Regions from separate parts of the Bos taurus genome. Here region 2 is linked to region 1. A link is a contact called in public Hi-C data. All regions are on one chromosome and are shown on one strand. The core of a region is the stretch at or near the end of the contact, and the rest is flanking DNA. Distances in the headings are between cores, read along the strand shown. Region 1 has its middle 70 kb from the start of ERG28. Region 2 holds the start of TTLL5 (tubulin tyrosine ligase like 5).

Evidence for each region. A called contact is a pair of places that touch in the nucleus more often than the background predicts.
Region 2: a Hi-C map of 8-cell embryo shows a contact between it and region 1, with 6 times the contacts expected there. The contact joins the promoter of TTLL5 here to the enhancer-like site in region 1. A contact is called at or near these places in 4 of 11 Hi-C or Micro-C datasets (8-cell embryo, blastocyst, liver and 1 more).

What each region holds. Positions count from the first base shown.
Region 1 is chr10:86,845,296-86,848,298 of ARS-UCD2.0, reverse strand. No RefSeq gene overlaps it. Among named protein-coding and RNA genes, the nearest start is that of ERG28, 70 kb to the left of the region's middle. Within about 2 kb of position 1,523, at least 6 of the 102 cell types and tissues checked have an H3K27ac peak or open chromatin away from gene starts, as enhancers often do. A contact at or near this core is called in 8-cell embryo, where this site is marked.
Region 2 is chr10:86,915,677-86,918,679 of ARS-UCD2.0, reverse strand. It overlaps TTLL5 (tubulin tyrosine ligase like 5), which reads right to left and starts at 1,534. Exons shown (of 34, transcript XM_059890944.1): 1 at 1,415-1,534. It overlaps ERG28 (ergosterol biosynthesis 28 homolog), which reads left to right and starts at 1,977. Exons shown (of 5, transcript NM_001035423.2): 1 at 1,977-2,028.

The DNA of each region.
Region 1 (3,003 bases), core at 274-2,773:
CTCTTGGTTTAAATAAAAACCATGTAATAGAAATCTAATCATGGAATTGATTCTTCCCATCTTTGGTATGTGACCCATGGTTTATCTAGCATCTGGTTAATTTCTTTGGCCTGAAGTGGTGATAAATTATCAATCTTCCTTTGTCACTTTGACAGTAGGCCTTGTGTTACAGTCCCACATTACTCAGCTGAAACAAATACTAACATCAGTAATGGCTCAAAACAGTGGGACACACCAAAAAACAAATAAAGTTCCAGAGGAAGAAGGGTCAGTGGATGAAAGGCTCAGTGCAAATGGGTCACAGGAGCGGACTCTGTCAAAGTCCAGAGAGAATGAAGCTCTAATGGAATCACAAGCAGTGCCAGCATGGGCCAAGACACACACACTCTCCTCGCCTCCCCTCCTTGTTTTCTCTCCCTCCCTCAGTAGGACACTTAAGCTCTCAAGGTCAGAAAAGCTGCATGGATGGCCTCTGTCTGACAGAACTTATGCCCTTGACAGAACTTATGCCCGTTTCACAGAAGCTCTCAGAAACCCCAGAAGATAGCTGGTGAAGGCAGAGCCTGAGCACTCTTCCAAACTGCCCTGCCAGTCCCTCAGCACAGCTTTCTCAACGCTTTTGAGGGCCTCTGAGAGAATCCAACCTGTATTCCCCAATTTTGCCCTGACCCAGGCCAGGAAAGGTGTGGTGTTTAGTGAGTGGTTCCTTTCCTGGTCTCACTATTCAGTAGCTGTGTGACCATGGGCAAGTAATTCACACTTTACAGCTTAGGTTTCCTTACCTGCAAAAAGGAGATTAAAATTACCTATTCCAAGGGTTATTATAAGAATTACTTTAGAAAGTAAAACTTCCTCGCATTGTGCCAGGCTCAGAGGGGCCATTCATTCGTTCATCGATTCACTCGTTCTGTACCTACCAAGCTTTCTTCGTTTTCCCAGCTCCCTCCTCTCTTCGTCTCTGAAATCTCTTTTTCTCCCTACAAGGTTGCCTCCCGGGTATCTTCCTTCTATCCCATCTCCATTTTTCCAGGCTGTGCGGATCCTTTCCATTAGAAGCCACACAGATACCCACCTCTCCCCCCAACTCCCCGCTCCACCCCCTCCCCCCCTCGCTGCTGCTGCTAAGTCGCTTCAGTCGTGTCCGACTCTGTGCGACCCCATAGACGGCAGCCCAACAGGCTCCACCGTCCCTGGGATTCTCCAAGCAAGAATACTGGAGTGGGTTGCCATTTCCTTTTCCAATGCATGAAAGTGAAGTCGCTCAGTCGTGTCCGACTCTTAGCGACCCCATGGACTGCAGCCTACCAGGCTCCTCCATCCATGGGATTTTCCAGGCAAGAGTACTGGAGTGGGGTGCCATTGCCTTCTCCGCTTCTCCCCTCTACATACACCCTACCTGTTGAGAGTACTCTCAGCACAGCGGCAGCAGCAGCAAAGAAAACTGCCCCAGCACAGCTGCAGACCTGAGTCTACCTGAGCCCTTGTTCCCGCCCCCACTCTCAGCCTGGCTCCCAGATTGGGAGCCTATCTGTCCTCGTTCTGATTGGCTGTTTTCGTTCTGCTGGAAGCCATGGGTCTTGGACCCCTTTACTGCTAATCAGCGGTTGCAGCTGTCCAAGCCTCAACCCCAGTACTCAGCCCTTGCAGTGAACACTCCTGTTGAGTGCAGCAGAACAACTCCGTGTTCAGAGTCAATGTATTTGGGACGGAGGGGAAAAGAGCGGATAAAAGAATTCAAGACTCCTGTGAAGACCTGCCGGTGAAGGAGGAGGGACGGAGGTGGAGAGCGCTATCCCCGCCTGCTCGCCCCGAGCGATGGGAAGATGAAACAGGTAAACGCCTGCACCCGCGCCCTCCTCCCCGGGAGAGGTGCGCCCCGAGTCCCGGCGGGCGCCGGCCGCTGCACCTAACTCTCCTTGTCTTGGAACAGCTGTTGGCTTGCGGGCGCGCTGGGCTGAATCGCAGCGGCTGCGGCTCCCCGCGTCCTTTCCGTGGGGAGCATCTGAGGACCTCCCTGGGATGGGGGTGAGCCATGGGTGGGACTGAGAGCCTGATCCTCTTAGGGTGAGGACAGTCCTCGGGCGAGTGTCCTCAATCTTCCGATCGCCGTGTCTCTTCCTGCCCAGCTCGCGGCCTAGCACAGGTTGGCATCCCTTCCTCGCTTGGAGGTTTAGTTTGCTTTTTATTAATTTAAGGGACTTCCCAACATTTGGGGGAAATTCTGGGAAATCCTGTTGGGGATACTCGGAAGAAAACCTTGAGATTGTTCCATACTGCCCATTTCGCTGAACATGTGTAGGGATCCTTGTCGGAATTGCCTTTCTTCGCCCCCTATTTACGTTACCACATATGTTAATGCATAGAAAAATAAGATTTGGAAAGATCAAATGCTCATCTTTGAGTAATAGGATTATGGTCATTCAAACATTTTCTTATCTATTATTTCTAGTCCATCCTCAAACACAGTGAAATGTACCTTTTCTTTATTAAAGTATTTTAATTAGCAATAGGCTAATTTTAATGTCAGTTTGATATTTGGATCATAGTTTGTGATTTTCAACAAGGGAGAATAATTTTTGAGAGCCTTTGGAGGGAAGGTTCCCCTCTCCCCAGCTATTTATAACCTTGACTCAGCAGAATAAGACCATGGCATCTGGTCCATCACTTCATGGCAAATAGATGGGGAAACAATGGAAACAGTGAGAGACTTTATTCTGGGGGGCTCCAAAATCACTTTCGGAGAAGGCAATGGCACCCCACTCCAGTACTCTTGCCTGGAATATCCCATGGATGGAGGAGCCTGGTGGGCTACAGTCCATGGGATCTCGAAGATTCGAACACAACTGAACGAGTTCACTTTGACTTTTCACTCTGATGCATTGGAGAAGGAAATGGCAACCCACTCCAGTGTTCCTGCCTGGAGAATCCCAGGGACAGAGGAGCCTGGTAGGCTGCCGTCTCTGGGGTCCCACAGAGTCGGACATGACTGAAATGACTTAGCAG
Region 2 (3,003 bases), core at 285-2,784, 70 kb before region 1:
TTAAGTTTCCTGTGTTTCTTACATACTAAATGTAGTATGTAAGAAAGTTACATACTATGTAGTATGCAGTAGTTACATACTAAATCTAATGTGCACCAAAATGATAGGGTTACTTAACTTTTAGGAAAATCTGAGGTATGCGGCTGATTACCTAAAACGTAGGTTCCTTGATAGCAAAACCTGACATGAGCTAAAATGAAAAACACAACTTTTAAGATCCTTCCAAATATTTCTTTAGAGTATATATAAAATACGATCATGATTCCACTGAAATAAATACAAGCAAAAAATGAATATATTCTGCTGAATCAAGGTTGTAAATAGCAGCGGGGGTGGGCGGAGGGGAGAGGGGTCTGTCCTTACAAACGCTCTCAAAAATTATTCTCCCTTACTGAAAACCACAAACTATTATCCGAATATCGAATAGACATTAAAATTAGCCCATTTCTAATTATAATACTTTAATAGAGAAAAGGTACACTTCATAGTATGTTTGAGGATGGACTAGAAATAACAGATAAGAAAATGTTTGAATGACCATAATCCTATTACTCAAAGATTACCATTGAATCTTTCCAAACCTTATTTTTCTATGCATTAATATATGTTGTTGCTATGTTGCTAAGCTGCTTCAGTCGTGTCCGCTCTGACTCTGTGCGACCCCATAGACGACAGCCCACCAGGCTCCCCCATCCCTGGGATTCTCAAGGTAAGAACACTGGAGTGGGTTGCCGTTGCCTTCTCCAATGCATGAAAGTGAAAAGTGAAAGTGAAATCGCTCAGTCGTGTCCGACTCTTAGCGACCCCATGGACTGCAGCCCACCAGGCTCCTCCGTCCATGGGATTTTCCAGGCAAGAGTACTGGAGTGGGGTGCCATTGCCTTCTCCGCATTAATATATGGGATAATCTAAACAGGGGGCGAGGAAAGCCAGCTCCGACAAGGATTCCCTACACATGTTCAGCGAAATGGGCAGTATGGAACAATCTCAAGGCTTTCTACCGAGTATCCCCAACAGGATTTCTCAGTATTTCCCAAAATGTTGGGAAGTCCCTTAAATTCATACAAAAGAAACTAAACCTCCAAGCGACGAAGGGATGCCAACCTGTCCTAGGCTGCGAGCTGGGCAGTAACAGACAGGGCGATCGGAAGATTGAGGGCACTTGCCCGAGTAGTGACCTCTCCCTAAAGGGATAAGGCTCTCAGATACACCCATGGCTCAGCCCTTCCCAGGGAAGTCCTCAGATGCTCCCCACGGAAAGGACGCGGGGAGCCGCAGCCGCTGCGATTCAGCCCAGCGCGCCCGGAAGCCAACAGCTGTCCCGGACAGGGAGAGGGAAGTGCAGTGGTCGGCGCCCGCCCGGACTCGGGGCGCCCCTCTCTTCGGGGAGGAGAGCGCGGGCGCAGGCGTTTACCTGTTTCATCTTCCCATCGCTCGGGGCGGGCAGGCAGGGACAGCGCTCTGCGCCTACCTCCCTCCTCCTTCCCCAGCCGGGCTCAAGGCCGCAGCCGAAGGCGGCTTCCCCCGTTACTACAACAACCAACCAGCAACCGCCCGCTCGGACTCACTGCGCAGGCGCCTGCGCCCCGGCGCGGAGGACGCTTAGCTTCAGGCGCGTACAATTGTCGTCACCGCCGCGCCGAGCGGGCACAGGGCTCCGCTCCCCATAGAAGTCTTGACTTACTTTTCTTGCTCTTTCCCCCTCCGCCCCCAAAAGATTGACTCCGAACCTGGAGTGTTTCGCTGCGCTCAACAGGAGGGTTCACTGCAAGGGCGGCGTGCTGGGAGTGAGGTTTGCGGATCGGCAACCGCTGATTGGCAGTAAAGCGGTTCACGCCCCATCGCCTGCTCGAGCATAACCTAAACAGCCAATCAGAACGAGGGCTGATCGCAACAAACCAATGCCGGAGCCGGGCTGAGAGTGGGGGCGGGGACAAGTGGCTCAGGTAGACTCAGGTCTGGAGCTGTGCTAGGGCAGTTCCTTTGCTGCTGCTACTACTGCTGCTGTGCTGAGAGTACTGTCGCCAGGTAGGGTGAATGTTGGGCGGGGTGGGGGGGAGAGGTGGGTGTCTGTGTGGCTTCTAATGGAGAGGATCCGCACAGCCTGAAGCAGTGGAGATGGGACAGAAGAAAGATACCCGGGAGGCAACCTTGTAGGGGGAAAAGAGATTTCAGAGACCAAGAGAAGACGAAGCTGGGAAAATGAAGGAAGCTTGGTAGGTACAGAACGAGTGAATCGATGAACAAATGAGTGGCCACTCTGAGCCTGGCGCAATACTAGGAACCTTTGCTTTCTAAAGTAATTCTTATAATAACTCTTGGAATAGGTAATTTTAATCTCCATTTTGCAGGTAAGGAAATCTAAGCTGTAAAGTGTAAATTACTTCCCCACAGTCACACAGCTACTGAAAAGTGAGCCCAGGAAAGGAAACTCTCACCTGACTCTAGTAAACCACCTTACCTTTGCTGGCTTGTGCCTGGGTAAATTTTGAGAATAGACGTTGGATACTCTAACAGGCCCTCAAAAGCTTTGAGGAAGTCGTGCTGAGGGACTGGCAGAGCAGTTTGGAAGAGTGCTCAGGCTCTGCCTTCATCATCTATCTTCTGGAGTTTCTGAGAATTTCTGTGAAATGGGCATAAGTTCTGTCAAAGAGAGAGGTCATCCATACAGCTTTTCTGACTCTGAGAGCTTAAGGCTCCTGGTGAGGCACGGTGAGAAAACAATATGGTGGGGGGAGTGGAGTGTGTATGTCTTGGCCCATGCTGAAACTGCTTGTGATTCCATTAGAGCTTCATTCTCTCTGGACTTTAACAGAGTCCAGCTTTGTGATCCATTTGCACTGAGGGGTTCATCCACTGACCCTTCTATCTCTGGAACTTGCTGTGTTTTTTGGTGCATCACACTTCTGCCATTACTGACTTTAATATTTGTTTCAGCTGAGTAATGTAGGACCATTCCAAAAGGCCTACTGTCAAAGTGACAAAGGAAGCCTGATAATTTAT